Linked DNA regions of Zea mays: all the other regions are linked to region 1. Evidence: chromatin contacts called from public Hi-C data. All regions are on one chromosome and are shown on one strand. The core of a region is the stretch at or near the end of the contact, and the rest is flanking DNA. Distances in the headings are between cores, read along the strand shown.

Region 1 (2,693 bases), core at 67-2,566:
GTATGGCCACTTCCGGAGTTTGTTATGATAAACCTGCAGCAGTAGAAAACCAAGAATGAGTTCCTCACAGCTACAAACAAACTGCTGAAAAAAGGTTATTAAGGGGTTAGTTCAAAATTTGTTGCATTATATAATCTGGGCAGATTATAATCCCAAACAAACACCCCTAAGTCAGACAGTTAATTGAGAACCAGGACTTGGGAGTAATAACTCCAAAGTCCAAAATGGTACACCATCATTGCTACAAAGTGATCAGCTACAAAGGCCGTGGTGCCAATGCCATCGCGGCACAAGTTATTAAGCGGCGGGACTTACGCGAGCACCGTGAACACCATGATTGCCACCAAGACCACGAACAGCATGATCAGATACTAGGCACCCACACGTCAAGGCAACAGATGGCACTCCAAAAAGTACCAAGGAACCAAAGCGATTAAAGCTTCACTCAACCGGTTAATTGGAGGAGGAAGGATACTGTCCAGAGCAAGCAGGAGATGTTCTTCCAGGCACCAAGGAATCCGACGAGCGATCTGCAGCACAGATCGTCAGTGAGGCAGAGAGGTTAAAGCGGGGAGCGTGACAGTTCGCCGAGGTCATAATGATGCCACGGGACGGTGACGCGCACATGAGGAAGATCACTCCACCGAGGGCGATGACGGGGACGGTCAAGGTCCGCCTGCACTCGTCGTCGTGGGTGCTCATCCAGAACCCGAAGCCCACCACCAGTAGCGCCAGTATCTGTCCCAGGAACAGCGGCGCGAGAAAGTAACACCGACAAGTTATTTGCCACGAAACTACTAGTAAGCAGAGCAGAGATAGGGTGTAGTAAAATGGTGGGGGGAAGTGTACTTCAGCAAACAGCAATCAGCCGCCGGGACAGCAGGAATCGAGAATCAGCCTCGAGCGAGGCCGAACGAAAGCAGGACGGCTCCTCCGATTGGAGAAGGGAGAAGGGAGAGCAAGGAAGGATGGAGGTGGGCCGGGCTGAGACTGACCATGGTGAAGAAGTTGATCCACCTGATGACGAACGCGCTGGTGCTGCCCATCCTCGCTGCGTCCCCAAGCAACCGGATTGCTGCGCCGGCTCTCACGGGGCGGCGGCGGCGGCGGCAGCGGCTGGGAGACGAGGGCACCGGTGGAGACGGAGACTGAAGGCGGCGGCGGCGGCGGCAGCGGCAGCGGCAGTGGCTTGCGCAGAGTGTGGGACGGTTCGCGTGCGAGCTTAAAGGCAACGGTCGGAGACATCTACTAGCTAGCCAGGCACGAGCTCAGATCAGTCGCGGGGCTCGCGGCTGGAAACCTGCTCGCGCCGTCACCGAGTGTAGACGGTGACATGCGGGGTCTCTGCGTGCGGGCCCGCGGTGTCGGTGGGGAGAGGGAGGTCGACCGACCGGGGTGGCGTCGGCTGCTCAAGCCTTGTTGGACTCGGACTCGGGAGCGGTGCGAGCTGCAGAAGCTGGCAGCGGTGAGCGGCGGGCCGGGTGGAGACCGAGGGAAAAGAGGGCAAAGGGGCGTCCCGTTTGGGTCGGTTTGAACGTGGTAGGCGCGGTCGCGTCGTGCCGCTCTGCTCGAACCACCACCGTTCACGAGCGCGTTTGTTGCCGTTTCGCAGAGGGCTGGGGGGACGTGTAAATAAGGTACCGTGGGGGCGGGGTACGAACATCTTCATCTGTCACCAACAGAGCTGCGCCCTGCGTGGCTCCATCAGGGGCGCACGGACAGTGATCACATAATCGATCAATTCATGGCGATAGTAGGAATCTTCACTTTCTATATTATGGATCCTAGACTCCTTCATTTTTCTTCGCACGTAATCACACAATACTAGAATTATCCCCATAGTCAGATTCTCACAAAATCTCATCAAAAGAAAGGTTCCAAACATGCCCTATGAATAAGGCAAAATTTAGGAACAAGAAGCACCTCATCCTCTCTTCCAACATGTTCGATTGGATTTAATCTGTATCAACTTCTACTCATTCTACAGCATTTTTGTCTCTATTATTGCAGCTGAAGCAATCCAAACAGCATACTTTAATTCGAAACGAACAACCCTCCTAATTAACTTAAACATAGATGAGTCAAAATTTGGGAGAGTTTGACTGGAGTTGCTCTAAAACCCCAACATCTAAAGGGTTTGGATGTGAAAGTTTAAATCATGGTTGTTGGCTCTAAACACACATTCACATCCACCTAACCTAGTCAACACAACACACATATTTTCTTATTTTTTATACTCTATACTCAAACATAATATAGATAGTTTATGAAAAAATAGTGAAAAAACAAAAATAGATCGTGTTAGGCCTAACCCAATATGCCGCACCTAAGGCTCACGGTGACCGAGCCAGATCAACATGAGCTCAATGGGCAACGAGCTGGGTTAAATCGTGCCAAGCCATAAGCTAGCTACCCAACAAACCAAGTCCATTTGAGCATATATATACCGATAACATAATTGTCAGATCATCGACTAAAATACAGGATAAATTTTTTATTTGTTAAATTTAGAATTAGTTAAATTCAAGATTGTTGTTGTTTGATTGAAGAGTGGAGGGGTCACCGACGCAAGAACCCATCATGGTGTTGCCGTCCGCACAAGCCTGAAGTCACGAAGACCCTACTGACACTATCCTCACAAGCCAGACCTTTGTTTGTTCAGTCTAGTGCCATCAAATCGGAGAGGAGGAAAA
Region 2 (2,693 bases), core at 114-2,613, 220 kb after region 1:
AATAAAGGATTTTAAAAACAGAAACTGCCGCACATATCTTTCCTAAATTTATGCGCATGCATTGGATCGTGTTTGACTCATGCATGCATTCCTTTTTTTGCGCTAACAGACGTGGGGCAGGTGGCGCACCCGACAGCCTATTTGGGCGCGCTGGTTGAACCAGTTTGAAGGGGTGGTCGGCCTGGGCTTCCTTTAACTATTGGAAGCTCAGGGCTCCCGTTATACCTACCCTATATATATATATATATATATATATATATATATATATATATATATATATATATATATATATATATATATATATATATATATATATATATATATATATATATATATATATCTTCCACAAGCTATCAGTATATTTAGAGCGATAAACTGGAATAAAACTGAATCAAGTAATTGCTTTCGTATATTCAAATACGCTGGTTCGGCACCTCGCCATCATCGTGGGCGTGGCGCCCCGCGCCATCATTCACGTCATGGGCATCTGGTGAAAGTGAAACCGACGACGCCACGCCACGGATTCGTATGAGACTGCCCGCGACGCCGCACCTACCAACCTAACCGACCTTGTTGAATTCGGCGGCCCAGTCTCGATCAATCAGCCTCTGCGCTGAGCGTTTCTCGTGAGACTCTTTGAGCGGAGGAGCTGCTGTGCCTGCGCTCCCCGACTCTGCTTCGACGGCACATTGGCCTCCACAGAAACATGGGTAGCTAGCTAGCTTCATGAAGAGTAGCATCTCCTGCGCCTGCCTGCCTGCCATACCTTGTAAGCCTAGTCTCCTGCACCACACGGCCACACCACACCAGCTCATCCCTGCACAATTCTTTAATCTCTCTGTCCCTCTTTAACGAAGAGTACCATCTACAGCTACTGTTCCAGCACGCAGCTTCTTGACTGCATGCCACCGTTCATCCGCGCGCGCGAGCGTCACGCCGCACAGACGTCCTTTCCCCCCGGTTCCCTTGCAGTTAAAGCGATGCTAGCTCCAGTTTTAACCTTTGCAGCCTGGCAGAAGAAAGCTTTAATTTCCTAACAGCGCGGAGAATTTCTTCTGTTCAGAACGTACGAAGCACACACTAACCCCAGACACCATTCACCTTTACAGCTCGGAAGCAATTTAAAGAGTCTCTGCTAGTCTGCGACGGCACAGGATGCATGCGTTGGCTTGGCTGGCGCATCGCCCAGCCCACCACTACCAGTAAGTACCCTACCGGCTCTTTCTCTCCGTAGGTTTTCGGACAGAGAGGAGGAGGCTCCGTGCTGCGATCTGCAGTTTTAACCGGCCTCCCGGGACACTGCAAGTCTCTGCTCCGAAGACTAGGGGCCGGCCGGGTGCCCGGGTGGGCAGAAAGCCTGGAAACCACCCAGCACGACACGTGACGGATGCCGACTGTTGAGCATGCACAGATCGGTGCTAGCCTAGCTGCTGCTAGCTCTCAGATCTCTCGTCCTCGCCTTCGCTTCTCTTTCTGATCTCCTTGGAATTGGAACCCATGCATGCAGAGCTCCAGCCGCAAAGCTTGTGACCGACAGCGCGCGTGGCCGGTTCCGTGCCTTCGCGGCAAGCTAGGCAGATCGACTGCAGCCATGCATCGTATATTATATACTTATAAAGCAGCAGAACATTATCATATATACAGAAAGAGAAGAAGAGGGAGGAGGAGGAAGACAAAGTTTTTTCCCCCTTGTCTCTTCATCTCTCAGGCTATATTCCCATGCATCCAATCCCACAGGCACCGAAGCAGATCGACGAGAGCAGGCGCGGCCGGTAGCTCATGCTTCCCAGCCATCGCCGCGTCTTAGGTTCCGATACCAGTGTCCTAGCTACGTGGTAAGTCACTGATGCTAGTAGTGCTACGACGACCGACGACGACGTTGGCAGAAGGCATCTGCATGACGACGCTTTCGCTTTCCAGCATCACAAAGGCTGCGTGCGTGCGTGCGTCGATTCGGCCTCCATTTGCGAGGTGACCAGCCGCTCGCCAAGCGGAAGCAACAGTAACATGCCACCTTCTCGACCCGAGTGTGGCAGAGCAGAGTAGAGTGGGGCAGGAAAAAAAAGAAAGGAGCAGTGATCGATGCGGCTCACTCTCAACTTTCGCGAAAGAACCGTGAGGGCCTCTTTCCTTTGTCCCGGCCCCTTTGGTGAAAGGGATCATCTTAATCTAGGTCGTAGCAGAAACGGGAAAAGAGACCCCACCCTTGCATTGGCGCTCACGCTTTCTTTACTTCAGTGCTTGTTACTGCCACTGTAAATTTCTCTACGCTTGCCAATCGACTTCATCTTCTCTTTCTGGAGATTCGCTGACCGTCAAGCCCGAGAAATCGCCCACCGGTGTGATTTTGAGGTTCGAACCACCAAAAAGCGTATCTAGTACGCTCCCTCCATAATCTAGACACGTGCCACCGTTGATCCTTGGTCGTCTGATTACCAAGGCCTCTAGTGTCTTCGATTGATTGATTTAGTCGGTTCTCGTCTTGGCTCCGTCAATACGGTCTTCTCCTCAATGTACTTTTGCACTTATCGACGTTCTAAGGTGCCATGTCTAGTCCTCCTGCTTCTCTGATTGCTCAATCCAAGCCACACGTTTGTCCTTTACCACTCACAGCTACATCCTCACAAATTTGCGTGGCCTTTATCTTTATTGTTGACCATCGTCTCTGTGCTCTACATCAATAGACATGTTAC
Region 3 (2,693 bases), core at 114-2,613, 210 kb before region 1:
CATAATTTATATTGAGCGCATCCAGTTTTTATTGATGCCTGACTTTAGCAATCACTCCATATTTTGATCTATCTTTTTTATAAGTTTGAGTTCATGTGACTTATTTTAGAAATTTGAGCTCACAAACTTTCTCTTATTTGGTCTCTGTATGGTGGAATTATGTCATTTTATAATCTCTATTAGTTCAGTCAGACGTTGTGAACTCTCTTCTAATCGCTCACTTCATTGGTCGTGTTGTACCAAGACATATTGGATGGAGTAAATAATAACATCAGTTAGCCAAATAAAAAAATATTATACGGAGAGCGGAGACAATCAATAAAAAATATTGATTTTTTTGTGAATAATTTATATATGTATTGTTGTAAGCCGTCGCAACGCACGGACAACCGACTAGTACTATAAATGTTTGACTGAGAATAGACTTACTAAAAACATATTTGTCGTAATTAATCTAATAGTATTTATTTGGTATGATAAATGTTTTTTTCATATTTGGTTGAATAAATTAATAACTGTTTGACTACTTGAGAGGTAAGAATTACATGAAAGCAATAACGTAGGGGCATATCCGATGCTTAGCGTCCTTGGAAAATCAGAGCGGACCGCTTCAGGGGGAATTGAAAGTAAATTATGCACTGGGGAGGAGAGAAGGATGCCAGTGCATGTGTTGTCATCGTCCCTCATCGTTGATGACCACTAATGGAGTGAAAGCGAATGTATCAGCAAGATGGAAGGCAACAGTAACACCATGGAGACACAGATCTGAGAAATTTGAGTTTGGCGTAGAGGATGATGGGAACGACTGTTTCGTGACAGTTCTTGCTCGAAGATGAGCAGGAATGGAGTGGGTGTGCACGGAGGAAGAAGCTGGATGGAACCAAACCCTAATACCGAGGACATACGTTTCGAAGAATGCTCTATCCGTCTTTGGTCATCGATGAACAGAAATGGAATCGGAGTGCGTGAAGCAAGAGGCTAGACGGAAAAATCCCAACACCGAAGACACACAGTTAGAAGAGTTACCTGTGTCAATCAGCGGCACGACGACTCGACGAGGATTGGGCGCGCGGAAGAGAGCAGACGCACAGCGGGTCGTCGAACTCGCGGAGGAGGAAGGCACACGACGCGGGGACCGTCGGTACCAGCGCCGTCGCTGACGGGGACGGCGACACTTCTCCTTTTCTCCCCTTATCGATGGCGCGACCTTTTGCTGGAAGTTTCCCGTGGCGTGGGGAGGAGCGGGGACGCGCTGGTTCGTTGATTTGGAGGGCCGAGGGGATGCGGGCCGCTACCAAGATGGCCGCCGCGGACGGAGAAGACGGCGCACCAATTGCCCGTCGGTGTGGATGCAAGGAGAATAGATTAACGGGGCTTCCTCTGCAGGTTTCAGCTCTAGGGCTCCTCTAAGAAAAAGTCCGTCTTTTTTTCGGGAGGAGGTTTAGATAGAGCACATATTTAGTTGAAAATTAGTTACCGTGTGATGCGACGGCTCACAACAATACTCACGTAAATTATCTACCAAAAAATCTCAAATTTTTTTATTGATTGTCTCTGCTTTCTGCATAATATTTTTTTGATTTGACTAATTGGTGTTGTTTACTTTATCCAATATGTCTAGTCACAACACGACCAATAAATACAGCGATTAGAAGAGAGTTCACAACGAATGGCTGAACGAACAGAGATTATATAATGACATAATTCCACCATATAGAGACTAAATAAAAGGAAGTTTGTGAGCTCAAGTTTCTAAAATAAGTCAAATGAACTCAAACTTATAAAAAAGATAGATCAAAATATAGAGTGGTTGCTAAAGTCATGCATCAATAAAAACTAGATGCGCTCTATACAAATTATGGTACTTTGTAGCAATTACTAACGTTTAAAACCAACAAATAACACTTCCTTTAACTGTTAGCGTGACAAATCATTACTGCTTCATCCAATTCAGCAACCTCAAACACCATGAAGTTCATTGTGCCAATGTGATTTCAGAAACGACCTAATGCATGCAATAGCCAAAAACACAAGGGACGAGCATGTACCCACGTCAACGAATGTCGGTCGGCTCGCGGCTGCGACGGTGGGCGGGGGCAGCAGGTTGGGGAGGAAGAACAGGACGAAGGGCGGAAAGACGAACGGGACGTCCGATGACGGCGAAAACGATGGTGGGCGTGTGCTGTGAAACGTCCTCGTGGACGTGCAATAGCCACTGCGCGGTTTGGTGTCGAGGCTGGTGTCGGACGAATACGAGGAGGAGGTGCCTCGTCCCACGCCCTCTACCGAGATTGGGGTGGCGCAGAGGCGGAGGCATGAGGAGAGAGAAAAGAAGCAGGATGACGAACGAGGTGACGCCAACTCAGGCGAGAACCTTCATCGTCGTGCGGAGGTATAGATGGTCAAATGAGTCGTATCTGGGGGACCAGCCCGAGCCACGACCCATTTAAAAGTGCATGGGCCAGCTCAGCGCGAGCGTCGTGCCGTGCTTGGGCCGTAGCCTTAGCCCGTAGTGCTGACCCAGCCCAGCACGATTATATATTTTTATTTTACAAAAATCGTATATATATACACATAATTTATATTCAATATTAAAAATACGTGAGCATGATGTTCTACTGGTTATATGGCTTCACCCAGTGTCGCCCACCTTCTGCACTGTTTTTAACATTTTATGTTGATTTAACCAAATG
Region 4 (2,693 bases), core at 58-2,557, 200 kb after region 1:
ATGGCCAGCTTATCTGTAAAACTCTCTTCTAGCTTAATACAATGATACACAATGCTCTTGCCTATTCGAGATAGCAAAGAGAAACCAAAGGAACTTAACAATGCCGGATGGAAATCCTAACTGATATACATTTAACTCATAAAGTCCATGCGATTTTTTTAGCAGCGTTGTAACTTCAGAGGGTTTAAACTCCAATTCCCACTGGAATGTACCCTGATATACTACTTCTCGATTCAGAAACTTATGACCGAATAAGAACAATAAATATATGTCAGCCTAGCACACTCATGTTGGCGATGAACACTCCAAAGCTATAGGGGTATATATAGATTCCTAGTCTCAATTGTAGTCTAACAAACGATATCAAATTAATCAAATTGGTCAGATTAAAAATATACAGATAATTACTCTTAAGCATATAGGCAAATTTAAATTGATCAGATTATATGAGATAACAAGCGAACCAGAATCAGCATTTCACTTGTATGTCACACTTAACATAATAACATGTCATCCATCGGGTTAGGCTAGCAAGGTAAAATGGTGAAACATAACATCTAGATTCCAAACACCTGAAACCTACTTGAGCACACTACAATGCTGGATTGTCATAGGTCAGGGCCAATGGAGTCAAGTGAACAGTGATTGCAGCTATAGATGGCCAATAAACATGAGGCCCGCGAGCCCGGCACGCAGCCCGCTATTTGGGCCTGATCCGAGCCCGGCCCAACTCTATGCGGGCCTGTGCCTAGCCCAGCACGACCCGTTTCTAAACGGGCTAAGACTCGGCCCGTTTAATAAGACAAATATTACAAAAATAGCTTTATCTTCTATTTACGGTCTATCATTTATTTGTGAAATGTGTATTATTTGAAACATACATATTATTGTATTTAATTATATCCTTCCATTATGATTTATAAATGTGTTATTTTTTTAATGGTGATCTAATTTTAAATTTGATTTATGCGTTCACGAGCTCAGGTCGACACCGTGTTCATTTTCGGGCCGGACTTACCGCCTTCGCCTTGCGGGGATGGGTTCACGGAGTCGGTAATCAGATTCCAATAAAACTAAGGAGCCGGGGACCTATACCGCAATGGGATCGAATGCTACCTGTCTATCTCCACGGGAAGCGAAGGCAGGGAAGGAGTCTTACGTTGAAGATGAGGCCCTTGTTGGTGGGGGAGCCGAAGGAGAGCCCACCGCGGAAATGGACACACCACAGCAGCACGAGCACCGCCGCGGAGGCCGCAAGCAAGCGCGCCGCCTTCGCGGGCGCCGGCACGGCCATCCCTCAGGCGTTGGAGAGGGATCGGAGCTCGGAAAGCCTCGACCTGGCCCCCTTGTCAATGTCAACGGACTCGAGATAGTCAACACCGTGTCCTTGTCTGGGACCCGCGGAGAGGACGACGAGGTATATGGGCCTCGGCCTAAAAACAGCCGCATTCATATTGAGCATCAGACTAAAGTGGGCCTAAATGGTTCTAATTGACCCCTCTTAAAAACGTTGTGTCTTTTTTTTCCTCTTATAAGGACTAGTTTGGGAACCACAATTTCACAAGGGTTTTTCGTTTTTCCAAGAGAAATGTCAAAATGTTTCCCCCGCAGTACGATTTTGGTGCCTTTGAAACGACTTCAGTCTGCACAGCATAAAAACATCACTAGTTGTCAGTGTGTGCTAGCGAACGCATGTTATATTAGTTAGGGATACATACAAAGTCTTATGTCTTATACTCCCTCCATTCTTTTTTATTTATCATGTTTTAGTTTAAAAATGAACTAACGGACGACAAATATTCGAGAACGGAGGTAGTAATACATTTACATAGTATGATTATATATATCCAAAGGTTTATTTACATTCAAAATATTAAAGAGTGGACCAACAGGTGTAAGGTGGTTAAAGTTTTAGAATTATAATGCATACAAAATTATTTAAGAACTAATTGTAGCATGTTAAGATTCTAAAGTTTTTTTGGGAGGGGGAGACTTAACTATATATATGCTCATGCTAAGGAAGATATAAATCCCTTACCTTCTGTTCTTTTAAGAGGAGATTAGCGAAGGCACTTCAAGTTGCCTCTTTCCTAGTAGAAGGAAATCATTTCACATGTCTCTAAGTTATCGAAGGTGTGCATGAGATAGATTACCTTCTGGTCTTCAAAGAAGAGATCATGAGGGCACTTCAAGTTCCTTTGTACCCTTATATTCCTTCCTAGTAAAGAATGAAAAAATTAGAAGAAAGGATGAAGGAGAACTATATAGAGAATTGGGTTCCCTATTTCTTTGGCCACATAGAAAAATGGAGATGCTTTCATTGGTGCGGTGGAATGGGAAGAGGAACCCCATTCAAGGTTTCACTAAATCCTAAAGAATATATATTGTCAATGTGGTGTCATGTTATATGATCGTTATGCGTGAAACGGTATATAACTGCATGGTGTTTGGTGATCATCTAAATGTTCAACACATATTAGCTAAATAATTGTGCACCTACATATTCTAAAATTTAGGACAAAGGAATTTATGTTAGCAAAATCGACAGACAAAACGAAGTAGATCAACCAACAAACCACAGAGCACGACACACAGATTTACATGGAAGCCCCTTCAATGCGAAGGGAAAACCACAGGCACCAGCCAGGTGAAAACCTTCACTATGATATGGAGTGTGAAAGTCGCCTAGAGGG

What was found. Hi-C and Micro-C count contacts between places; a contact is called where the count stands out from the background.
Region 2: a contact with region 1 is called in a Hi-C map of ear, with 2.4 times the contacts expected there. The contact joins the enhancer-like site here to the promoter of LOC100194236 in region 1. A contact is called at or near these places in 4 of 25 Hi-C or Micro-C datasets (ear, endosperm, leaf and 1 more).
Region 3: a contact with region 1 is called in a Hi-C map of leaf, with 8 times the contacts expected there. The contact joins the promoter of LOC100273810 here to the promoter of LOC100194236 in region 1. A contact is called at or near these places in 2 of 25 Hi-C or Micro-C datasets (leaf and tassel).
Region 4: a contact with region 1 is called in a Hi-C map of ear, with 2.1 times the contacts expected there. The contact joins the promoter of LOC100216802 here to the promoter of LOC100194236 in region 1. A contact is called at or near these places in 7 of 25 Hi-C or Micro-C datasets (bundle sheath, ear, endosperm and 2 more).

What each region holds. Positions count from the first base shown.
Region 1 is chr1:231,416,062-231,418,754 of Zm-B73-REFERENCE-NAM-5.0, reverse strand. LOC100194236 reads right to left here and starts at 1,316. Exons shown (of 11, transcript NM_001367049.1): 1 at 996-1,316; 2 at 626-738; 3 at 476-530; 4 at 316-371; 5 at 1-33. The coding sequence starts at 1,046.
Region 2 is chr1:231,193,856-231,196,548 of Zm-B73-REFERENCE-NAM-5.0, reverse strand. No RefSeq gene overlaps it. Among protein-coding and RNA genes, the nearest start is that of LOC100216802, 27 kb to the left of the region's middle. Within about 2 kb of position 1,363, at least 17 of the 20 cell types and tissues checked have an H3K27ac peak or open chromatin away from gene starts, as enhancers often do. A contact at or near this core is called in ear and leaf, where this site is marked.
Region 3 is chr1:231,626,511-231,629,203 of Zm-B73-REFERENCE-NAM-5.0, reverse strand. LOC100273810 reads right to left here and starts at 1,363. Exons shown (of 4, transcript NM_001148211.1): 1 at 1,027-1,363.
Region 4 is chr1:231,220,711-231,223,403 of Zm-B73-REFERENCE-NAM-5.0, reverse strand. It overlaps LOC100216802, which reads right to left and starts at 1,307. Exons shown (of 4, transcript NM_001143201.1): 1 at 1,160-1,307. The coding sequence starts at 1,294.